Regions from separate parts of the Sus scrofa genome. Here region 1 is linked to region 2. The links are chromatin contacts, called in public Hi-C maps. All regions are on one chromosome and are shown on one strand. The core of a region is the stretch at or near the end of the contact, and the rest is flanking DNA. Distances in the headings are between cores, read along the strand shown.

What was found. A called contact is a pair of places that touch in the nucleus more often than the background predicts.
Region 1: a Hi-C map of liver shows a contact between it and region 2, with 3 times the contacts expected there. The contact joins the promoter of THRAP3 here to the promoter of MAP7D1 in region 2. A contact is called at or near these places in 6 of 47 Hi-C or Micro-C datasets (embryonic fibroblasts, heart right ventricle, liver and 1 more) and 2 of 2 datasets of contacts at active chromatin or transcription factors (alveolar macrophages and skeletal muscle).

What each region holds. Positions count from the first base shown.
Region 1 is chr6:92,345,711-92,351,521 of Sscrofa11.1, forward strand. It overlaps THRAP3 (thyroid hormone receptor-associated protein 3), which reads left to right and starts at 4,311. Exons shown (of 12, transcript XM_021095929.1): 1 at 4,311-4,434.
Region 2 is chr6:92,294,801-92,300,697 of Sscrofa11.1, forward strand. It overlaps MAP7D1 (MAP7 domain-containing protein 1), which reads left to right and starts at 3,192. Exons shown (of 18, transcript XM_021095927.1): 1 at 3,192-4,423. The coding sequence starts at 4,378.

The DNA of each region.
Region 1 (5,811 bases), core at 3,061-5,560, 52 kb after region 2:
TTTTCATCACACTGAAATCACACTAGATCAAGCCATTGTGTCTTCTCATTTGAACTACTGTGATATAAATTCCTCAATGTCTCTCCACTCTCATTCTGGTCTGCCCTAATCCATTCTCACACAGAATAATCCTTTAAAACAGGAATTTTATTTAATCCTATGAATAAATAAATAGGAAATATATTTAATCTTTTAAAAAAGGAAATCAGAATCCCTCTCCTGCTTAAACTTCTCCATGGCTTCCCATTACTCTCAGAGTAAAATCCAAAACCCTCAACTTGGAATAACAGACTCTGTAGGACCTGGCTCCCTATGGCCTCACTAGGATCACTGTGCTTCAGTACCTATGACACGCCAAAGTCAAGGACGGGCCTAACGATACTTAGAATGTGCTGAGTTCCTTCAGGTCACAGGACTTGCCCCCATGTTTCTCCTTCTGGAATGCTCTTCTCCAATTCTCAACCTGCTCAACTGCAAATCTATGGGTCTGTTCCTCAGGGAAGCCTCCTCTAACCTTCTAGCCTAGGTCAGAACCTTTGGATTCTATGTCCAGAATCAGCACACTTTTTCTGCAAGGGGCAGAGAGTAAATATGTTAGGCTTTTCAAGTCAGAGTGTCACGACTACTCAACTCAGGGTCATAGCAGCCATAGACAATATGTCAACAAATTTGAAGGTGCTGGAGTTCCCGTCATGGCACAGTGGAAATGAACCCGACTAGGAACCGTGAGGTTGCAGGTTCGATCCCTGGCCTTGCTCAGTGGGTCAAGGATCTGGCGTTGCCCTGAGCTGTGGTGTAGGTCGTAGACATGGCTCAGATCTGATGTTGCCACGGCTGTGGTGTAGGCTGGCAGCTGTAGCTCTGATTAGACCCCTAGACTGGAGACCTCCATATGCCACAGGTGCGGCCCTAAGAAGACAAACAAACAAGTTTGTGGATGCTGAACTTTGATTTTCATATATACTTTTCACATGTCTTTTGATTTTTTTTCAACCATTTAAAAATGTAAAAATTTCTGGAGTTCCCTGGCGCAGTGGTTAACGAATCCGACTAGGAACCATGAGGTTGCGGGTTCGGTCCCTGCCCTTGCTCAGTGGGTTAAGGATCCGGCGTTGCCGTGAGCTGTGGTGTAGGTTGCAGACGTGGCTCAGATCCCACGTTGCTGTGGCTCTGGTGTAAGCCGGCAGCTACAGCTCTGATTGAACCCCTAGCCTGGGAACCTCCATATGCCGCTGGAGCAGCCCAAGAAAAAAAAGACAAAAAAAAAAAAAAAGTAAAAATTTCTAGCTTCTGGCCATGCAAAAACAGGAGGTAAGCTAGAACTGGTCCCTAGGTCATAGTTTGCCAGCCCCTGTTCTGTGTTGCCATACACACACACATATATGTACACATGTATGAGTATGTTTATATATATATACATATAAAGCATATACTTTCCTGTGTTGCCCTTATCACAAGTAGTAATTAATTATGCATGTGATAGACTCCTCTTTTTTTTTTTTTTTTTTTTCCTTTTTCGGCCACCCCGAAGCATATGGTGTTCCCAAGCCAGGGATTAGATCTGAGCCAGAGCTGCAGCAATGCCAGATCCTTAACCCTCTGTGCTGGGCTGGGGACTGAAGCTGTGTCCCAGGGCTCCAGAGATGCCACTGATCCCATTGTGCTGCATCGGGAACTCTTCCTTAATGTCTATCTTAATGTTGTCTCCCCAGTTAGAAGTATGCTCTGTGAGGATAAGAACCATATTTATTTTTTTTACCATCTCCTCCTGAGCTTCTAGCACAGGGCCTAACCCATAGTAGTTGCTTAATAAAGGAATGGAGGCGTTCCTGTCATGGCTCAGCTGTAACAAATCTAATTAGGATTCATGAGGATGTGGGTTGAGGATCCTGAGTTGCTGTGGCTGTGGTGTCAGCCAGCAGCTGTAGCTGATTCGACTCCCAGCCTGGGAATTTTCATATGCTGAGCTTTCAGCCCTAAAGAAACCAAAATAAATAAATATAAATAAATGAAATAATAAAGCGTTCTTTTCCTTGAGGAGCTCCAAGCTTAGTGGAGAATATAGATGTGTAAACAATTAACTGCACGATTAATTAGGTAATGCTTATCAGACAAAAGAATTCGGTTTTTTGGCAGGTTTAGTTTGAGATACCAGTGGGAAATCAGAATGTGGTGACTTTCAAACATCTGGACCTGAGTTCATGCTAAGATGTAGATAAGGGAGTAAAATGCACAGAAGAGATGTAAAAATTACCCGAGTGTGCCAGATCACTTAAGCAGAGAGGTCACTCTGGGAGAGAGGCTGGAATTGTGGGGCAAGTTTCTGGGTCAGGGAAGGGGCAGAAGTAGGAGAGAGGTAAGAAGAGTCATTCAGCACAGAAGTGTTTCAGAAACCAAGAGGAATGACTTTTTTCTTTTTTCTTGTCATTTTAGGGCCACACCCTCGGTATATAGAGGTTCCCAGGCTAGTGGTCCAACCATAGGTGTAGCCTCTGGCCTATGCCAGAGCCACAGCAATACAGAATCTGAGCCACGTCTTCGACTTACACTACAGCTCACAGCAACACTGGCTCCTTAACCCACTGAGCGACGACAGGGAGCGAACCCTCATCCTAATGGATGCTGGTCAGGTTCGTTAACCAATGAGCCACGATGGGAACTCCATGAGTATACATTTTTTTATCTACCTATTTTACCACTTTATTCCTAGTATTTTGCACTGGGCATAGCCTATAGTAGGTACTCAGAAAAATCTGTGAATTGAAAATTAAATTGGAGTTCCTGTTGTGGCTCTGCAGGTTAAGAATCCTACTAGTATACATGAGAATGTGGGTTTGGTCCCTGGCCTTGCTCAGTGGGTGAAGGATCTGGCATTGTTGTGAGCTGCAGAGTAGGTTGCAGATGAGACTCATCTTGCATTTCTGTGGTGGTGGTGTAGGTCAGCAGCTGCAGCTCTGATTCAATCCCTAGCCTGGGAAATTCCATACGCTGCAGGTTCGGCCCTATAAAGGAAAAAGAAAAAAAAAAGAAAGAAAGAAAATTAAATTGAATCAGAATCTTTTAAGAAGCACTACACAGCATGCAGCTCACAGTAAGTGCTCAAAGAAGGAAAAAAAAGAGTAAGCAGTGAGGCCAGTAAGCATGAAGGCTGATGGTGGCACTAAGATTTGAGTTGAGCCTGGTGAGTTTTTCTTGCAGGAAAGGCAGATTCCTTCAATATCTTTTCACATTTATTCTGTTTACTTTGCCCTGGGGATGCAGAACTCCAGCAAAACAGATCTCTGTTCTCAGCTCACAGTCTGATGGGGAAGACAAACACAGTTCTTGATAACTATAAAATAAGATGGAAAGGTACTATGGGAGGACAGGGACCAGGAGGAGCTAGTAAACTTGGAGAGCTTCACAGAAGGGGTGATTTTTGAGCTCAGTCTTAAAAGATTCAAGTTCAGTACAGCGGGAATTCTAGCGGAAACCAGCCTATGCAAAAACCCCGTGGAAAAGCCCTGGCTCTCAAACTTATATGTGCAAAAGAATCACTAGAGAGGTTTGCTTATTATGCACATTCCAAAGCTGTACTTCCCAGGAAACCTCTGGTTCAATAGGTGATGGCATCCATTTTAACGAGCTTCACAGGAGAACACTTTCCGAAAACCCCTTTACTGAAAACCTCTTTACCTACTCCCTTTGTCACGGAAGTGGGGGGGAGCGGTGGCGGGAGACGAGTTTGGAGAGAGCTTTGCCCAGGTGGGCTTCTGGGTCTCCATAGGAAGTCACACAATCACAAAAACAACTTCGTTTTGAGGCGCGCTTTCAGGAGACTAGACGCTTTCCTTGCGCCTTACTTTCTCGGAGCCTCACAATTCAGCGGAGTAGAAATTACGAGCCTCATTTCCTTGGGGAGGAAATTGAGGCTCAGAGAGGGGAGAAGATTTGCTCAAGGTCACAAAGCGAGAGGTGGCAAGGCAGACACCCAACGCCAAGCGAGCGGATTCACACTTCAGGCTTTTCCACAACGCAGGCAGGCCACGAGTAGGTGGGGCTCAGGCCCTCCCTACAGGATGGTTCCAAAATGGTGGGGGCCCTGGCGTCAGCAACGCCCCCGCCCCTTCCGTCCACCTCCCTCCTTCTTCCCCAGGCCACCCAGGCGGGGGGAGGGGGGATTGGAGCAGCCCACGTGACTGCCAACAACCTGGCTCGTGACGCAAAGCGGCGGGCCCAACACTCGCCTTGCCTTGTGGGAAACGTAGTTCCGTAGACCGTCAAGTTGGCTTGAAGGGCCGGGCCTAAGACTACATTTCCCAGGAGGCCGCGGGGCGACGCCGCCGCTACCGCCGTCAGAGAGCGCGGACGCGGGGCGCGCTGTCGGGCGGGGGCGAGGTTCGGGCCGGTTGTGCCGTTGCGAGGCTGCAGCTGCGATCGCTGCGGTGGGCCCAGGTAAGTGAGGGCCCTTGATCGGGATTGGGGCAGCTCAATCGGTTTTAGTCATTTCGTTTTTTAGCTTTTCTCTGCGGTTGCTGGCTCAGCGTTCTCTGGCAGGCCCTGGCGCGGAGCCGCTCCCCCGCGCCTACCCCCCGGCCTCCTCTGAGCGGGCCCCGCTCTCTCCGGCTCCTCCCCCTCCCCGCCCTTCAGGGCTTCCCCTTGCTCCGGCCTAGATCCCGACGTTCGGGGCCGCCTTTTCTCCGGAGCAGCTTCTACCCTTTTTTGCTTCCTTGAAAGCTGCCAGGGAGAGGCCTTCATTTCCTTCATCTCCCCCTTTAGTCGGATGAACCCCATTATTTGGATTTCTCCTTTTCCCGGAACTCTTGAGTACCCTCCCCCCCACTTAATCTCCATTGGCCTGGTTCTGTCTTCTAGGGCGCATGTGGTTGGCACTCAATAAATGTTAGTACCTCTTCCGTTCCTTTCTGCCTTGTGGCCAGAGGAGGCATAGTCCAAATTTATCAGCCACGGGAACATTTGTGCGCCCACTTTCATTTCAGTCTCTTGGACTGGAGGTGAGGCCGACTTGCCTTCCTTTAGTCATCCATCGGCTTGTGTTCTGCTTCAGTGAGGTAATTTTCTTCGCCTTCCCTAGCACCCAGGGAACTTTTATCAGCTGTTCTCTTGGAGTTAATCTTAGGGCAGAAGCTGGCAAGTAGCGCTGGCGCCCAAAAGTTCGAAGCCATTAGTGGTAGTACAGTGTTTACGGGGAGGTTATTAATTGGATTGAAGGAAACACCTGAGAGTGTATCCGAGCCTGGCAAGAGAGAGCCAATGAAGATTCTGGTGGCAGCATAACAGAAGGATCCCGGAGCCATCTGCCCGAGTTCAAGTTAGGTTTCAAGTCAAGGGGCTTCACTTCCAAGTGTTCTTATCTGCAAAATAGTGATGAGTAACAGTGGCCACTTTATAGGGTTACTGTGACGATTAGATGAGCTAAGCTGAAAACCGCTTAGCTCGTTACCGACAATAGTATTACGTACTATTATCGTTATCACCACTTTTAGGATTTATAGATTGTGGGACCGCAGTGGAAAGGCCTTTATCACATCATCATTTTCTTTCCCTTTCAGATGGCCTTCCCTTCCCTAGTTTGTGGAAATACTGTTTCTTGTAGTCTGTCCTGTTATCTAGATGACCCGATGTGTGTATTATTATATAGTTAGAAACCTATTAAAGAGCCAAAAATGGCTGCTGCCATGAACAACTTGTGTGACAAATTGGGCTTAGTTTATTCTCTGCTGGAAAATTTGTGAACAAGTGTACATATCTAAGCGATACCAAAATTTTTTTTTCCTGCACCCATTTAGACTTTATTGTATTTTGCAAAAG
Region 2 (5,897 bases), core at 1,942-4,441:
CCCTCAGTCTCTCCCCCAGGGTGCAGGACTAACCATTATTACACTCTTCTCCCCGTGGCACAGACATTCTGGGGCCTCCCTAGAGGTAGTGACCTGTGACTCTCCTTCCTGTGTCAGTGCCTTGGCCAAGGGTTCTAGGAAGGAACACGATGGTCAGCTGGAGGTGGGGGTGGGGACGCTGGGGTGGGCTAGCCCCTGGAGGCCAGCAAAACTAGAGAAGAACCTCCTGCATTCCCAGGAGAGAGGACAGCTGAGGTGAAAGCTGCAGTTGGCTGGCCTGTCTGTCGGTCTGGGCTCCTCCCTGCCGGCTGCCCTTGGCTGCCCACAGAAACCTGAGTCACAGTCACGGCCTGCGGCCCGACCCCACCCAGCCTGCTGTCAGGCAGGGCGGTTCTGGAGGGACTGGAGGCGGAGCCTCTCCCTGCCCATCTTGCAACCTCTGAGATTCTTCCCCTCTCTGCTTGCAATTCCTCCTTTTGGCGACTTTTCCTTTGGGACGCCTCCTTGAAGAGTCACCAGTCTTGAATTAAGAGTGGGGGTGGGGTCTATCTCAGGCTAATCTCTAGGGTATCCTCCTGGCTCCTTAGCAACTTCACCAAGGGCTCTCATTCACAAATGCCAATCCTTCTCTAGCAACCCTGCAGCCAGAACTCTTTAGAAGACCAGGCATCCCCTCCCTACCCTCCTTGGCGGAAAAAAATGCAGCGGGCGTAACTTCCCATCCTTTAACAGGGACTCTAGACAAGGACACCCCCCCTCCGCCCCCGCCAACCCAAAGGCTTCAACCTATTTCGTCCTGGATAGTTCCTCCCCCTCCAATTCCTGTCTGTTACTTCCCCTCTGCAAGAACTGGACGGAGGGAGCACACACTGCAGCTGGTGTCTACGGCCGCCCTTGAGGGCATTCCCCACCCCCAGCCCCAGGGAAGGGGCCGTGGAGGAGAGGGCTCTCCAGCCAAGTGGTCTGGGTTAGAGACCCCCTTCTTGCTGCAGCACCCTGGGGGAGTTGAGAGTGCAAATCTCTCCCTGCCCCCACCATGAGGCCCCTCCTACTTCCTACTTTGTGGGTGTGGAGACAGCCTCCAGGGCCTTGGTCCCAATTGATACCTCTTTGTCAAACCTCCCAGTGGTTTCCTTCACTGCCAGCTTCATCCTGGACCCTGTCCCACCAAACCTAGGAGGTTATAAACACTCTTACACCTGTTCTCCCCCTGGTGGGATCAGGAAAGGGATGTATTTCTGAACCCCATTCAGCGACCTGCCCCCCAGCCCAGCTGCTCCAGCCCAGACTGACGACTCCAAGCCTGTTTCTGTGGAAGGGGAGGAGAACTGCCCCAGGCAGAAGGGGAGGCACAGGAAGGTGACAGCTCCTCACCGTTTACCTTAGAGGGCAGGGCATCCTGCTGGGGCCTCAGCCCATGATGTTGCAAGTGCTCCCCTTCTCCTTCTCTGGGATGTGTAATGTTTGGGGAACACGATCACTCAGCCCCAACCTCAGAGACACCCACTCTAAGCCCTGTCAGTTGCTGTGGCCTGGGGTCCACCAAGGATCCCGATCAGTTAGGAGGCAGATGGCAAGGAGTCCACTCCGACTGTCTGGTCTTACTGCAGCACTCACAGGACACGGGTGCTCTCCTGGCTCCCCTCAGTCATCCTCCCAGGACTCGATGCTGCCGACCCATCGGATGCATCCATCGGACGGACGTGTAGGAAGCCTTCTGAGGCTGGCCAGAGAATGTCAAGTTGCCTAACTCCCACCGCTAGCATCCTGTGAGGAGGTACAGGTGCCTCAGTCTAAGGAAGGGCTCCTCAACGTTGGCACCACTGACATTTGGGGCCTGATGGGTCTTTGTTCTGGGGGTGGTCCCGTGCCTTGCAGAATGTTAACAACCCTGGTGACTAAGTACTAGATACCAGTAACACCCCTAGTTACGACAACCACAAATGCCTCTAAATATTGCCAAATGTCCCTGGGGAGCAAAACTGCCTCTAGTTAAGAACCACTGAGTAGGCTAATACCCTACACTGTCTCTTTGCGGGAGCTCCTCAAAGTCAATCCCCCACCATTAGACACAATGGAGGATTTCCAGTTCTAAAGCCAATCCTTCCCCTTCCGAAGAACCTTCAGCAGCTCCCCAAGACCTCCACTGTATAGATCATGATGCCAATTGGCATTCAAATCCTCCTACATAGGCCATCCCTGGCCTATCCTTTCATTTTCAGCCATCCTTCCCCCCTCCGCTGCCCTGGAGCTCTAGCTAATGAGGGTACCTCACTATTCTCACCTATATATGTCTTTGTCCCTGCAACAGTCTCAAGATTGTGTATGGGGGTGAGGGAGAACCATCCCGGAAGGCCCTTCCCCTGTTGGATTCTGTTCCTGAATTCTGAGTCTAGTCACTGCCTGGGTCGGGGTGGGCAGGTTCAGCTCTGGAAGATGCAGGCCCTGAGGCCTCTGACCTCCCAAAGGTCAGTCCTGGGCTCCCTCATCCACAGGGTGACCTCACAAAGGACAGTCCTGGGCTCCATCATCCCCCTGGGGATCTTTATTGTCAGATAGGATGGCTGGCAATAAAGATGGGGGATCTGCTTCTCATCTTAATGCACTTGTATTTTTGAAGCTCATCATCATCACCACCCTTATTTATTCCTATACGCCAGGCTCAGTACTAAGCACTTCATCTGCGTTGCCTTAATCACCTTTACATCGACCCCATGTTCCCTCAATATAATTATCTTCCTGATTTTATGTGAGCAAACTGGGTTTCAGAAAAGTTAAGACAGTAGCTTAAGATGACCAGCTCTAGTTGCAGGCTTTCTATCATTATCCTTTGCTAATGTTTTCGGACTGGGGAAGGTAGTATTTTCCCTCCAGGGCCCTCCCAAGAAGGGTCGGGCCCCCAACTACTCATTCCTCCCAGGACAGTCAGCTCCCAGGTGGCCTGAGACTCAGACTCTTTTGTTCCCAACCCTCCGCCTTGAAATGGCTGCTCTCTGGAGCTGCTCAAAGGAGGCACTGGCGGGAAAGGGGAGGGGGACAGAGGACAGCATATCGCTGGGCCTAATCTTTGGGCAACGGAGAACCAGACAACTGACCTTCTGGAGGTCAGGACAAAGGGCAGGGATGGGGTGGCCAGGGCCCAGCTGCGCCTCCTCCTTCCTCCCCTCTGTCAATCCCTGCAGCACCATCATCGATCCACCTTCCCAGCAAGCTCCCAGCTCTCTGCTCAAGCTGGGCCTGACTCGGCTTGAGGCCCCACCTCAGCTGGCACTAGCAAGGGGATTGGGGGATCGATTCCCCAGGCCTGGGAAATAGGACTACTTTGGGGGAGGGGAGTCAGAAGGGACTTATTGCCTCCTTCCACAGGACACAGGGGAGAAAAATCCTTTCGGAGAACCTGGAGGGGTCCTCTGATGGGGCTGGGGGTGGTTCAGAGCCTGGACCACCCAGTTTGGAGCCGGGAGAGACCCAGAAGATTAGAGACTTGGGTAAAGCAGTGGTGCAGGTCTGTAATTACCCCAGAGGAGCAGGGAAGACACCAACTGTGGGATGATGGAGGAAGGGCAGGCGTAAAGGTTCCCGGGCCTCTCCCCACCCCAGCCATCACCGGGGGAGAGAAAGCATAGCCCTTTTAGGGAGCTTCTTGTGACCCTCCTTCAGGTCTCCCCACGTTCCCAGGTGAATTTATTGGAGGTGGGCTTGGGAGAGAATGTAGACTGGAAGCTGCCGCTGAGATCCCCAGAACCGGAGCTCCCAGGCTCCAGGGTGGGATTGGGGGTTCCCATCCCGGCTCCCCCCTACTCCCCTCAGTCCCAGCGGCGGGTGAGTCACCAAAGCGCTCCCTACATAGTCGGCTCACGCTGCGGCGCATACCAACGCGCGGCCGCGGGGGAGGCAGCTGGACGGGCGTTCTCCGGGTGTCGTGGCGTCCCCTCCACCGCAGCCCGCATTAGAGGCGTCCCCAGGCTCGAGGTCCCGCGCCCCAGGACGGGGGCGGGGCGCGCGCGCGGCCGCTCAGTGCTCCGGCGCTGCGGGGGCGGCTCTCCCCGCGTCGCACTTGGTACGCGCCGGCGGGGAGGCCAGGCCCAGCCCGGGCGGTACAATAGGGTTGGGCCGCGGCCGGGACTGGGCCGGCGACTGGCAAGGAGCAGAATCGCGGCCGGAGCCGGCAGACACTGGGCGGCCGGCGAGTCCGAGCCCGCAGGCCACCAGCCGAGTCAGCCTCGACCTTCTCCGGAGCTCCCTCCACCTCCGAATCGTTGCCCGCCGGGCCGGGCCGGGCGTGATGCGCCGCGGGACCCCTATCTTGGCCGCCGGCCGCCGCCGCCGTCGCCGCTGAGACCCCCGAGATACCCCCCCAGCCGTAACGCCGCAGCCATGGAGAGCGGCTCGCGTTCGGAGCCGGGTGCCGGCGCACCCCCAGGTATGCCAGAGGATAGATGGGAGAGGGGCATCTAGGGGCCTCGGGAAGGCCGAGGATGAGGCCGGCCCGCTCAGCGGGGACCCCTCCCTCGCCGCGCCCTCTGACCACTTGGAAGTTTAAAAATAAAGGCTGTGGCGGCGTCGGCGGCTCTGGGCCACAGACGCATCTTCTGACAGCTGCCCCCTCCCCCACCCCGGGCGCTGGGAAGGCCTGAGCGGCGGGGTCCGCCGGGACCCTGCTGTGGAGTTGCTGGTGACCCTTCTGCCCCCGTCCAGTGTCACCTCAGCTTCCCTGCCTCTACCCACCTTCCCAGTCCACCCCAGGCCTTGAAGATCTTCTTCTCCCGAGTGGGGCGTCTGTCCCCCTCCCCATCCCTGATGGGCACGTGTGACCCCTGCCTGGATGTGTGTGTCGGGGGTCCAGATTTTCAGGCCGGAAGCCTTGCATACCGAAGCCTAGGCCCTGGCGCCCCCCACGCCCAGGCCCTGGCCCAGACCTCGCCCCCACCCCATCCCTCCAGCTGCCGCGCAAAGGGCCTGTTGCTGCAGAGGGCTGGCCGGGAGGGGAGGCGAGGGGGAGGTCTCTAGCGGCGGCTGCCAAGTAACCCGCCGGATAAAGGCGAGGGGGAGGGGGAAGCGGCATTGTTTGGGGCGAGGGCGGGAGCTGGGGAGTGGGCTGATTCCCCTGCAGCCTGGCCTACTCTGGAGCCCACCCAGTCCGATTTGGGGAGGAGGGGGCCAGAAGTAAATCTGTCCATCCTGTCGTCCTCCTTTTCAGCCTCTCTGGGTCTGAGGCTTTCCCTGGAGAATGTACGAGGCCGGCACTCCAGGGACCTGCCACATCATTCCTCAGCCTGAGGCCTCAGATACCTACCTTCTTTTGACACACACACACACACACACACACACACACACACACACTCCCCCCCCCCCCCCCTTCAAAGCTCTCCTCTCTCCTCCCCTCACCCCACCAACCACCAGTGCCGGGACTTCTGCAAATCCCATTCGGATCTGGGAGCAGCTGATGAGGGGGTGGGGACAGGTTTCTGGTTGGGCCTGGGGTTGGAGGGAGGGATTTCTCTTTCTCTTTCTTCCTGGAAAGGGAGGGAAGAGCATGATTACTGAGGACCCGAGTTCTGTTCCCACTGACTCAGGGGGGAGGTGGCCCCAACCCCACACCTCCAGAGAGTCCTAGAGCCTAATCCCTGTCACCTCCCTGCCCCCTGGGGTGTAGGCCCAGGATGAAACAGTGTCTATGGGTGCGGAGAGCCCAGGACAAGGTGGAGCCGCTTGGCTGTGGGTGGGCTCCTCCCCATGCCAGTGTGGGTGCTTCAGGGGGACCCTGTGGGTATGGGAGCTGACGGACGCAGAGGGGAGCTTATCAGACTGGTGTAGTTTGGGAGGTTTGGAGGCTGTGCTGGAACAATGGCACTTGGGTCTGTTTTGGCCCTGCTGAGCCTGAGAGGGGACATTCA